3 separate regions of the Danio rerio genome follow, and all the other regions are linked to region 2. A link is a contact called in public HiCAR-type data. All regions are on one chromosome and are shown on one strand. The core of a region is the stretch at or near the end of the contact, and the rest is flanking DNA. Distances in the headings are between cores, read along the strand shown.

What was found. HiCAR-type assays count read pairs that join an accessible place to other places.
Region 1: a contact with region 2 is called in a HiCAR-type map of caudal fin, with 7 times the contacts expected there. The contact joins two enhancer-like sites. A contact is called at or near these places in 1 of 18 Hi-C or Micro-C datasets (embryo) and 1 of 4 datasets of contacts at active chromatin or transcription factors (caudal fin).
Region 3: a contact with region 2 is called in a HiCAR-type map of caudal fin, with 5 times the contacts expected there. The contact joins two enhancer-like sites. A contact is called at or near these places in 2 of 18 Hi-C or Micro-C datasets (caudal fin and an unstated tissue) and 1 of 4 datasets of contacts at active chromatin or transcription factors (caudal fin).

The regions. Positions count from the first base shown.
Region 1 is chr12:9,400,699-9,404,415 of GRCz12tu, forward strand. reep3b (receptor accessory protein 3b) reads left to right here. Exons shown (of 8, transcript NM_200161.1): 2 at 262-334. Among named protein-coding and RNA genes, the nearest start is that of reep3b, 27 kb to the left of the region's middle. Within about 2 kb of position 2,128, at least 2 of the 62 cell types and tissues checked have an H3K27ac peak or open chromatin away from gene starts, as enhancers often do. A contact at or near this core is called in caudal fin, where this site is marked.
Region 2 is chr12:9,154,503-9,158,270 of GRCz12tu, forward strand. The region is part of intron 18 of jmjd1cb (jumonji domain containing 1Cb); the gene reads right to left. Among named protein-coding and RNA genes, the nearest start is that of nrbf2b, 28 kb to the left of the region's middle. Within about 2 kb of position 2,354, at least 9 of the 62 cell types and tissues checked have an H3K27ac peak or open chromatin away from gene starts, as enhancers often do. A contact at or near this core is called in caudal fin, where this site is marked.
Region 3 is chr12:9,282,970-9,286,646 of GRCz12tu, forward strand. The region is part of intron 1 of jmjd1cb (jumonji domain containing 1Cb); the gene reads right to left. Among named protein-coding and RNA genes, the nearest start is that of jmjd1cb, 86 kb to the right of the region's middle. Within about 2 kb of position 2,397, at least 34 of the 62 cell types and tissues checked have an H3K27ac peak or open chromatin away from gene starts, as enhancers often do. A contact at or near this core is called in caudal fin, where this site is marked.

The DNA.
Region 1 (3,717 bases), core at 878-3,377, 250 kb after region 2:
GGACATGTTTCACATTAGGTGTCTCCTGCATTTTTGTTCTCTCCCATTTCCCATATTTTTTTCTTTTCCGAAAGGAAGAAAAGGAAATCGTTGTGTACCTTGTAAACAATCAGACAGAGGAAGAGAGTTCTTTTTAATAGAGCTAGACACACAGACAGGAGGATCTGAAGCCATTAATCAACCTGCTTTTGAAGAATATCAGTAGTATTACATCTGTTTTGTCTTCGTTTATTTATTTATGCCCTCTGTTTCTTTACACAGGCTGGTTTTCGGAAACCTGTACCCAGCGTACTACTCCTATAAAGCAGTGAAAACCAAAAATGTCAAAGAATACGTAAGTATAAACACTGCATTGATGCTCATGTACATTTCTTTTGATGATTATTATTTTTTTTGTTTTGTTTAGGAAGCATTTGATTCTCTAAACCGTCTACCAGTAAATTACTGCAGGCCATGAATTAAAAGGGAGATTCACCCCAAAATTTACTCGTAAGGTCTGCACACTGAAGTCCAAATTTTTCTCATGCGTATTTTTTATATTCATATGTACAAAATTCGTCACAAACAAACCTTGCACATTGAGTCCAAAGCGTATTAATTAATCCATTACAAAAAACCGCAAAAACATTTCAGAAACAGTGCAACATGTCGGAATAAGTTCACGCTTGTAATACATCACACATTCACGTACGCAAAACAAATCCGAACAGAGACTGACAGTACCTACAGACATTATAATAGATGGTGGCCGCTTTTGACGTGTCGAATCATTTTATATTTAGATTATCGCTTTTATGGTGGTTCTGAACTGTCAAAACTCCCCTCAAATCGCTTTTTCAGATGCAAAAAGAGGAAAACATCGAACCCAGTTAGATTTATTTTTATTTTATTTATTTATTTATTTATTTTATCAATATTTTGATGACAATCGAAAGTTTCAGAGGCAGTGTGTCGATACGATTCACACAACGTGAGGTCAAATGTTTTTTTTAAAGTGCGAAAATTGCAAATGAAAATTTTGGATTCAGTGTGAAAATAACCGTTAAGGTCTTTGCACACTGAAGTCTGTAGTGTTCATTTGCGTTTTTTTTTTTAAATTCATATCTGAAAATTTGTCAGTTACACACTTTGTTCACTTCTCTATTCAGGCTATTTTGTGCAACCAGTACTGCATAAAGAGAAGGGAGAGTTTTATCATTATCAAAGATCTGCGCTGCATTAACCCCAAATGCAATGTTTATTTCAGGAAATCAAAGCAATCTCAAATGCCAAATGGAACTAATTGATCGGCCTACTGCATTTTCTAAAGTAAAACATACTATCTGTATTTAGCTTTTTGCGTGTACAGCTCTGAATTGTCAAAACTCCTCTCAAAACGCTTTATCTAAGCTGATAAAATCAAACCCGATTAAAATCTTCTCATGACGGATCAAAGTTTCGAAGACAGTGTGTCAATATGATTGATACAACACGAGGTTGAATAAATTTTTTAATGTGTGAAAATTACTTATGTAAATTTCAGATTCAGTGTGCAATGACCTTTATTGTTTTAAAAGTGATTCCTAACCTTTAAATACCAACAAAAAAAAAGACATTTTAAATGAAGCTGAAAACCTGTATCCATTAACTTTCATTGTAGGAAAACTAATACCATGGCAATGGTCAATGGTTAAAGGTTTTCAACATATTTCAAAGTATCATCTTTTGTGTTTAGCAAAAGAAAAAAACTCATAATAGTTTAAAACAAGTTAAGGCAAGTACGTTTTTTTGGAGTAATTAAATTGAGAAAAGTTTTAATTTGGGGTGAATTATCTCTGAATTAACTTGAGGTCCTGCTCAAGAGCTCAATTATCATCATTATTCATCAACTTCCTACAACTTTTAGGTTAGTAGTCCAGATTTCTAACTCACACCTGTCCTTTAAATGAAAAGTGAATACAGTATTGTTTCTGGACATGTTCGGGCATGTTGTGGAGGGAGTGTTTTGGCTTGTTCGACCCCATCAGGTGACACATTCTCTTTGCACTTACTTGTTTTAAAGGATTGCCCTGTTTAAAGCACATGCTAGATCCTTAGTAGAAGATCAATGCAGATGTTACACTAAAACACTAGTACAGGTTTGGCCGGAATCAGTGTCATTTATAGTCAGCACTCCATTAGTCTGCGTTGTTATGAACCTGCAGATCAGGATGTATTGGAGAAACATGTTAAAAGGATGGTTCAGCCAAAACTGAACATTCTGTCATCGTTTACTCACCCTTCACTTGTTCTAATCCTGTTTGAGTTTTTTTCTTCTGTTGAATACAAGAAGATATAAAAAAAAAAATAGAAATAGAAAACTGTAACCAGGGCTGGGCGATATTGCAAAAAAAATTATCACAATATTATTTTTCATATGATTCGATATCGATAATAATTAAATATTTTTTAAAAATACATTTAGGAATGTTAGTTTTTTTATTTAACCACTTTATTTAAATTTATCGACATTACTAAGGCAAATAGTTTTAATAGTCAAAAACAAACATTTTTAAACAAAATATCTGATTTATTTTATTTTATTTTTATTTATAATAAAATAAACATAAGTGTTAAAGAAACTCTTAAACTTGATAAATAAAATGTTGCAAAGTGTGTGCAATGGTGAAGCGTAAATACTGAACAATCAAGGTGTGAATAATAATGTTACAGTAAACTCTGTCAACAGCACAAATTATGATAATCAACTCTGAGCTTTCAAGTAAAGCAATCAGCCGTCATTATTTAAATATAAATATTGCAACATTAAAAATTGTGAAGTTGAATGGCTAACATTACCCCCATGCTAAAAACTATTTCAGATGGGGAGCTAGTGGCTGGGATGCACAAGAAAAGCAACCAAAAAGCCACTCTGGCGACATCCTTCCATCCTTTTTTATTTACAATCTCCTCATTGCTGCTATACGGCACTCATTTTCGCATGTGTTGTTATTCTGACCTGAAGTGACAAGTGTGTGCGCGAGGATTCCTTGACCATTTACATTGAACTTTGCGCTCGCGCTCCTCTGGCGTTTCTTGTAACTAGGCAGCCAGTGTTTTCTCAGAGGATGACAAATTAACAAATCGTTGCTGCAGCTCCGATGCAAGTTTATGGAGAAAAGTAAAAAGGGCTGCAGTGTTTGGGTGCACTTTGCTTGTCTGAGGTAATTAGTCTGCATACTGAAATGTGTATATTCCATACAAAGTGTAAAGCAGATGTTCAGATGTTTTCATCTAGGTTTACCTGGAAAATACACGCAGGTCACCTCCATTGGAAATGACAAACTTACACCCTAAGCTTATTGGAACTGCTTCCAAGGCACGCGCTCAGTAGACATGTTTTAATAAAACTATAGCGCTTCATACCTAAACTAAATACCAAATCTTTTTTTTCCGATATTATGAGTAATTGATATTGACAATGCTGTTCCGTGCAATAAATATCAATACCTTATTTTACAGCCCAACCTGTAACCATTAACTTCCATGCTTTTCTTACTATTGAAGTCAGTAGTTACTGTTTCTCAGCATTCTTCAAAATATCTTCTTTTGTGTTCCACAGAACTTATAAATGTTTGGAACAAAACACACACCTCAGAATTAGATTTGAGCCTTTTTAAATATTTATTCGCCCTCCTGTTGTTTCATGCTTTATGAAGATTTTTAAAATGTTCTTCGTAGTGTTTCGAGGTTTTCATT
Region 2 (3,768 bases), core at 1,104-3,603:
AGAAATATTAGATTTTTTTTTTTATTCTGGTTAAAACAAAAACTGATGATTCATTTGTGGTAAAGTAAGAACAGGATTTGTGTTGCTGACTGTGCCAGCTGAAAAAAAAAAGTCTTGTTCGTAAAACTTTAAATTCTAAAAACAGACAGAGGATCAGCCTAAAAACCACCAAGGCTGGCATGAAACTGAATGTGTGTGCACTAGAAAGGCAGCTAAAAATAAACATACACAGAATCCCATATAAATTTTAAGTAACAGAGGGTATATACAGAAAACAACAACTTTTTAAAGTCTCTCTTTACATTTAAAGACCTCGTCGCCACTTCAGGTTTCAACCGGTAACATTGGTAACATTTTAACTCATAGTATGTATACTGTACTACTTACTGAGTATGTTTACATGGACACCAATAATCTGATTTTAATATGATTAAGACAATACTCTGATTAGACAGCGATTTTTTGTTTGCCTTAATCCGACTAAAGTCAAAATAGAACTAAACAAATATCGGATTAAGATGTGGAGTATGCCGATTTTAGTCGCATTAGTGAAGTTCAGCAAAGACATTAAGGTTAGTAAACACCTTAATCAATGATTACCATTGTGTAGGTGTACACACATGGCTGTTTGACACTATTCTCTGCATCTACCAAGTTAGTGAAGGACCGCAGACACCTGCATCACAAAATGCAGAGGTTTTTATTCCCTCCATACGATGTGCCCTATCAAATTCCATTAAAACAACACTCTTCCAGCAGTTCATACTCTCATCCAATATATCGTTCGTCACAGGGGGCATGCTTGAAATGTTCTTAAATGAAAGTGACAGTGCCAAACTGCAATTTAAGTCGACAAATTAAAAATGAAACACCCGAAATTACATAAAAACTCCAGAAGAAATGTGGATAGCGTGCTGACGCAATGACGTTAATTGAATTATGTGCTATAACATGTAAAACAGGATCATGAAAGGAACATTCAGCAGCTCATGTAAACACCTTAATCATATTATTGTCTTATTCAGATTAAGGCAAATAATTCCATTACAGATGTCCATGTAAATGTAGTGAGTTCTTGTAAGAAACGAATCCTAAATGAAAAAGTTATTCACATACTAATCCAGCAGGTGGCGCCCATAACACCAGGAATAATTGCGTTTCTTTGGTTGCTGCAGTAAACAAATTGCCGTGATTTTAAATCTAGCAGGATTGTATGGTTGTTGCTAGATCGAATATGGTTGCTGCTGAAAGTTATTGAGAATTTTTTATATTATTTATTATATTTTCCATTAATTGTATTTTAATAACATCTACCCCCACCCCAACCATCACAGTAATGTAAAACAGTGCCGAGTATTATTTATGCTATCTATTAAATTACCCTATAAATTGTATTTTTAACTCCTACCCCCACTCCAACCCTAAACCCAACAGTCACAGTACAAATATTAATTATTGTTATGCAGTGTTATAAAAAATATGCTGCTATATTGTTGTGCATATCGCACTTCCGGCCGGCCTCGTATTCTATCTACCTTTACCGGATTGTATTGATTTTACAAACTACACAGCATACCCATATTTGCAGATTAAATTCAGGCAAACTTCAGCATTCGGATACAAAATTTAATGCCATGTAAAATAGCATTTACGACTTTTTAATATCTTTTAGGGACTTAATTCTTTAAATTGGTTGGCCCCAATAGCCTAATGCTGAGCGTGTTGAGCACTGAGGTGCTTGGGGCGACCTGAGTTCCATTCCCGGATCGAGATCCGTTGCTGATCCTTCCCCTCTTTCTGCCTCCCCACACTTTCCTGTCTATAAATCTCCATTTTCCTATCAATAAATGTGAAAACCCCCCAAAATAATTATAACTTTCTTTAAATTGAACTTTCCCTGCAAACACCCTGTAATATAAAATCAACTATTTTCCCATCAACTGCAAACTTGAATGGATTTGTTCACTGAACTTCGCCGTGTATTACAAAACTGCTTTCATTTTTGGGATGGATATCGGCAATAGTGTTAAAATTGTACTTCTCTTTAGAACAACCTTTGCTTTGGGACACTTAAAATGCTCCCTACACTGGCATCTTATTAGGCTTTCTAGGAAAGTCTGTGTGTTGTTGGGAGATCTACAATTTATGATGCCAGTTGACTTCCTGCAGAGCTGTAAAGTCATGCTTCACTGAGCAGAAGTCAATAAATGTCATCTTGGAACAGGAAGTGTAGCTCAAACCCATAGGGGCAGGGACTACGTCTCTTATCTAGGGCACTATACAGCCATTCCAGGTGGTGTCCAGAACAAAAGTCGATTATATAGTGCACTCATTCAATCCAGAATGCACTGCAATGATGACGCCTGAAGATGGCATGCGTGGACAATCAGAATCTCTATTTACTCTCTTGTTTTCATTCACACTTTTAAGTGGACTATGTTACTGGAGTAATGGATAAACAGGCAAATTATAGACACAACCACAGACTCTCTTCTGTTTCCAAACAAACACAATGATTAGAGTAAAAGGATGTATGCCTGCAGGCTCAAACCTCATCTGAATCCTCCTGCACATTAGTGAAAATCAGGCCGCATTGTAAAGGATCTATAAGCTCATCTGAAATGTGCTGCATTAGAGCAGCACAAGTGAAAAGGTGCTACATCTTATGAAAGCTTTAAGCCACTTATCGTCTGTAATGGTCTAGGATGTGAAGCACGCACTGAATAAATGGACTGTAATGTATGGCGCCTTTCTCTCTGGAAACCCACAGCACAAGTAATGGAGGCTGATGTGACAACTGATGAAAGACAACAGGCAGCTATAGCCAAATTTTATATCATTTTGCCAAATGTGACCATAAAACGTTGCAGGGGTATATTTTTGGGAATAGGTAGAAATGCATTGTAAGGATCAAAACTATAGATTTTTCTTTTATGCCAAATACATTAGAATGTTAAGAAAAGATTGTGATCCATGAAGATACTTTGTAAATATATATACTTAATTTAAGCACTCTATATTGATTTTCTCTATGTTAACCATACATCAATGGAAAGCTTATTAATTCAACTTTCAGATGACGTATAAATGTAAAAAACTAAAACAAATGATACCTATGACTGGTTTCGTGGTTCAGGAACACAAATTTTGAATAAATAGCAAATTTGACATATTATTTTTATACCTAGTGTAATTTCTTTGCTTGCAAACGTTAGACCACAAAGCTTTTATTTTAGCAAAAACATTTTTTGACAGACTATTCTAATCAATTCTTACCTTAAATTATAAATAAATTCTAAATGTAAAAACTCGGTTGGTGCAAATTGTTATTTTTAATATGGCATAGTGAAATATGTCAACCAAAACACTGAAAACACAGAAGCATACGCTCATGTATAAATCTGAAAAAACACAGGTCCACCATTCAGTCTGCACATTTGCCTTTGTGATCTGATAATCAAAACCGAGCTAGTGAGTAGGGTCAGGTTATGCACCACTGCTATGCAAAATGTTGTAGGTGAAACCCAGTTATTCAATAGGAATCCAGGTGAGTTATCATTCTGATCAACAAAAAGGTGGTTGATTTGAAAGCAGAAAACATTTTGTGCACCGCATTGCCAACATGACAATGAAGTTTTGTGTCCACGTGGAATTTAGCTGAAGTTACTTTATATTATCAGCAATGGTGATTTACTCACATTTAATACCTGCTTTATTAGAGTTTTGAACCCTGGTCAAGATGTTTCAGGTGTCACACTACACTATAAG
Region 3 (3,677 bases), core at 1,147-3,646, 130 kb after region 2:
AAGCACTCAGACCCAACAGATCAATGAAACGAGAAAAATGATCATTTGTTACATTAAAAGCAGCCATGTCCGATTATAAGAGTTATTGCAATTGAAAGCTCCTTTTAAATTGTTTCGAGTGCACTTCTTCATGAAAGTATTATCAATTAAATATAACATTTAACATATTAATATTATCAGTGAGACCAGGAATGATGGCTACATAACTTAATGCATGTGTAACACCAGCTCCACAAAAACCTGCACAGTGAACTTGTCAATCCATCTTGATGGATGATGCAGAGGAACGTAAATGGGTGCGTTCTGACCAATGAGAGGGCAGATGTACTCTCATGTGACTTGCAGAAACACATTTAGGTATGCTTTAAAATGTTACTCTGTGAAAGCAACCGTAACAAGAAGAAATTGTGACATTGTAGCTAATTAAATCTCTATTTTTGGAACAAAGCAAACAATGTAGATGTCTAAAAATCCCCTTATAAACATGCAAATGATGAGGACGCAGGACTGGCGCAACATACAAAAGAGTTTAGGAAGTTTCAACGTGTACCGTCCAGTTAAGTACTAGTGCTGATATAACACAAGCATACAACCATTTCTTGAAGTAAAACCACAAGAAGAATATGCCATCCCCCTGCGTTTTCACTTTAATATATTATTGTCTCATGCTTTAGTGGGATAGAACTATAAAATATGGGAGAATGTCGGGAAAAACAGGAGGGTTAACAGGTGTAAACAGGCCTTTACATTAAACTTTTTTGATCACCAGCCACTGTGGCAAGTAGATTTCCAACATTACTAGCTACTTGCCATTTTCACTAGCCACAATTTTGTTGTTTGGAAAATATATTTTATATGAATAAATGTGACTTTGACATGCTAAAATGACTTGATTTAGATGTTGTGTTGTCCCAGATCAGCAGTTACTACACACAAATGGTTGGTTAATCTCATATTAAAGAAATGTTATTGTAAAGGATGATAATTAAACTATATTAACAAAAATAACTGTAAGCAAAAGAAAGCAGGTAAAAACATACCACGAGTGATATTGAAAGATGATCACATGCCTGAGAATATTAAAACAAAAGCAGTGACTGTTGCTGTTGCTTACAAATATATATATTTTTCAATCTTAAACTCTTAAAAGCAGCAGGACTGTGGGTACACGAGCATCGTTTTTTGTCTAGTCTTTTTCAAATAGAACCGATCGCAAGTGAACGGGAAAAAATCGCAAGTAAATGGGAGCGCATCGCATCACCTGTGCGCGCGAGTAATAATCCTGTCATATGGTATTCACCTGCTTTGTCTCAAGCGAACACAATTATTGTTTTCAGTCGTGCTGTTTCTCGATTCTAAGATCACAATTGCACGTATATTGGGCCATCCTTATTGTCGAACCCTGCTTTAAGAAAACTACAATGTAAAAATTATTTCCAATCTGCCACAGTGGCTGGTGGGAGCGGCTGTCTTACCCGCCAAAGCTGAAATCTACCGGCATTTGGCGGGTTGGCGGGTGTTAATGTAAAGCCCTGGGTATAAATATTATTACATGCTTCATTTGTCACAGTTACTATCCACATCATATATTGCTTGTTGTACAATATATGGATTATAGTGTGGTCTATTTATAATTTTTTTTTTATCAAATTTGTACTGTTACATATATATTTTATATATTTATACTGTCTTTTCTCTTTTACTCTTATTTGTTTAGCTGTTAAAAAATCTGATAAATTAATCTTTAAAAAAAATGCTTATTCACAGACATTAAAGCTCAGTGGCCTTAAATTCTGCTGTGATTTCATGGACAGATGTGTTCACTCCAGACGCGCTGAATGTCCAGCATTCCTCGCCTTGTTCCTGCTGTTATCCTTAGCTATGAAACAACCCACAGCCATGTGAGTCAAAGTGGAGCTTGACGTTTGTGTGTTTGTGAGACACTGAGACAAGAGGGAGAACATGTGTTTGAGCTGTCGGATGTTTTCGACATATGCAGCGTGTCATAACGACAGCATGTTTTTGGTCTGTTCTTTTGCCACATGTGAGCGTAAAGCGGGTGTAGCGTGATAGGCTGGAGAACTGGTTTCCAAAAAATAAGCCGCACTGAAGGTTTGGCACAATTTCTTAACCTGCATTCCAACTGGAAAAACAGTTCCTCCACTGGACAACATCCATCTGTTGACTAATCTTTTTTTTTTTTTAAGTGCGTCGAGAAAATGCCCAGCTAATGATCTGAAATGCTCACAGATCTAGTGCTGAGGCCTGTGGGAATCATCAGTGTGTGTGTGTGTGTGTGTATGTGAGTCAGCCCGAGAGCACATTGCACAACCCCAGTGCTGAGCAACGTGCAGTAACAGGAGCGGGGTTTCATAATGTGGATTCATACCAGAAATGATTCACTGACTCTGCCTGTTGTGGTTTTCTCACCATGACTGAGGTTGAGAAGGCTCTAATGTGTGTGTGTGTGAGTGTGTGTGTGTGTGTGTGTGTGTGTGTGTGTGTGTGTGTGTGCGTGTGTGCGTGTGTGCGTGTGTGCGTGTGTGCGTGTGTGCGTGTGTGTGTGTGTGTGTGTGTGTGTGTGTGTGTGTGTTTGTTTGGACGGGAGCGAGTGAAGAACAGACCTGTCAGGACACATTTCACATCTGGACCCCTCCAGTTATGTGCAGGTTAAGCTAAAGAAAACTGCAGATTTTAAAAGTATTGCTTGAAGCAACATCCTCTTTCATTACTCAGATCAACAAACATCTCAGTGCAGATTTTACAGGAATATTTCCCCTAGAGTAACTCAATGACCAGCAAATGAAAAAACATTAAACAATTTAATACTATAACGATTTGAGTTGGACTGTAGAAAAGCAACTTTGAATCTAGTCATTTGCAGGTCACTATGCTATTTTAAGGCTATTTGGTATACTTATAGAGTTACCAGTCTTTCTTCACACCAAGACTGATCACCATATAAGCATCTACACCAGGGGTGTCCAAGCTCAGTCCTGAAGGGCCGGTGTCCTGGAGAGTTTAGCTCCAACCCTAATCAAACACACCTGAACCAGCAAACCAAGTTCAAAATAGATATACTAGAAACCTCCTCACAGGTGTGTTGAGGCAAGCTGGGGCTAAACTCAGCAGGACACCAGCCCTCCAGGACAGAGTTTGGACACTTCTGATCAACACCAACAGACAATAATAGAGTGTTTACCATGTGCACTTTGCAATTTTGACATCTGTCTGTTTTGACATCAATTCTGACTGTCTGTTTTGTTTTTACTGAGCTGTACAGAAAATGTTCTCAGTCATTCTCACAATTTAGTGCAGTCATTGTTAAGATTCCTATTTAGAGATACAAGAAAGATAATTTCTTTCTTCATTTAGAGCTAAATGAAGTTGGATATACCTTTGAGCAGAAGTCCCCAGACATTTTCTTATGAAGGGACAAAAACCAAACTTAATTGAGGGTTATGGGCCGAAGGTAAATATAGCAAACTGTATTTTATTAAAATTGTCATGGATGATATTCTAATATTTAAAAATAAATAGCAAAAATAACTTATCATATTACCAAATTAATTACATCTTCTAATGAAATTATTACAATAAAAATAAATAATTAATGTCATAACACAATAGAGATCAATGTTGTATACACTAGTCAAGTTGCCGAGGTCTTGTGCATT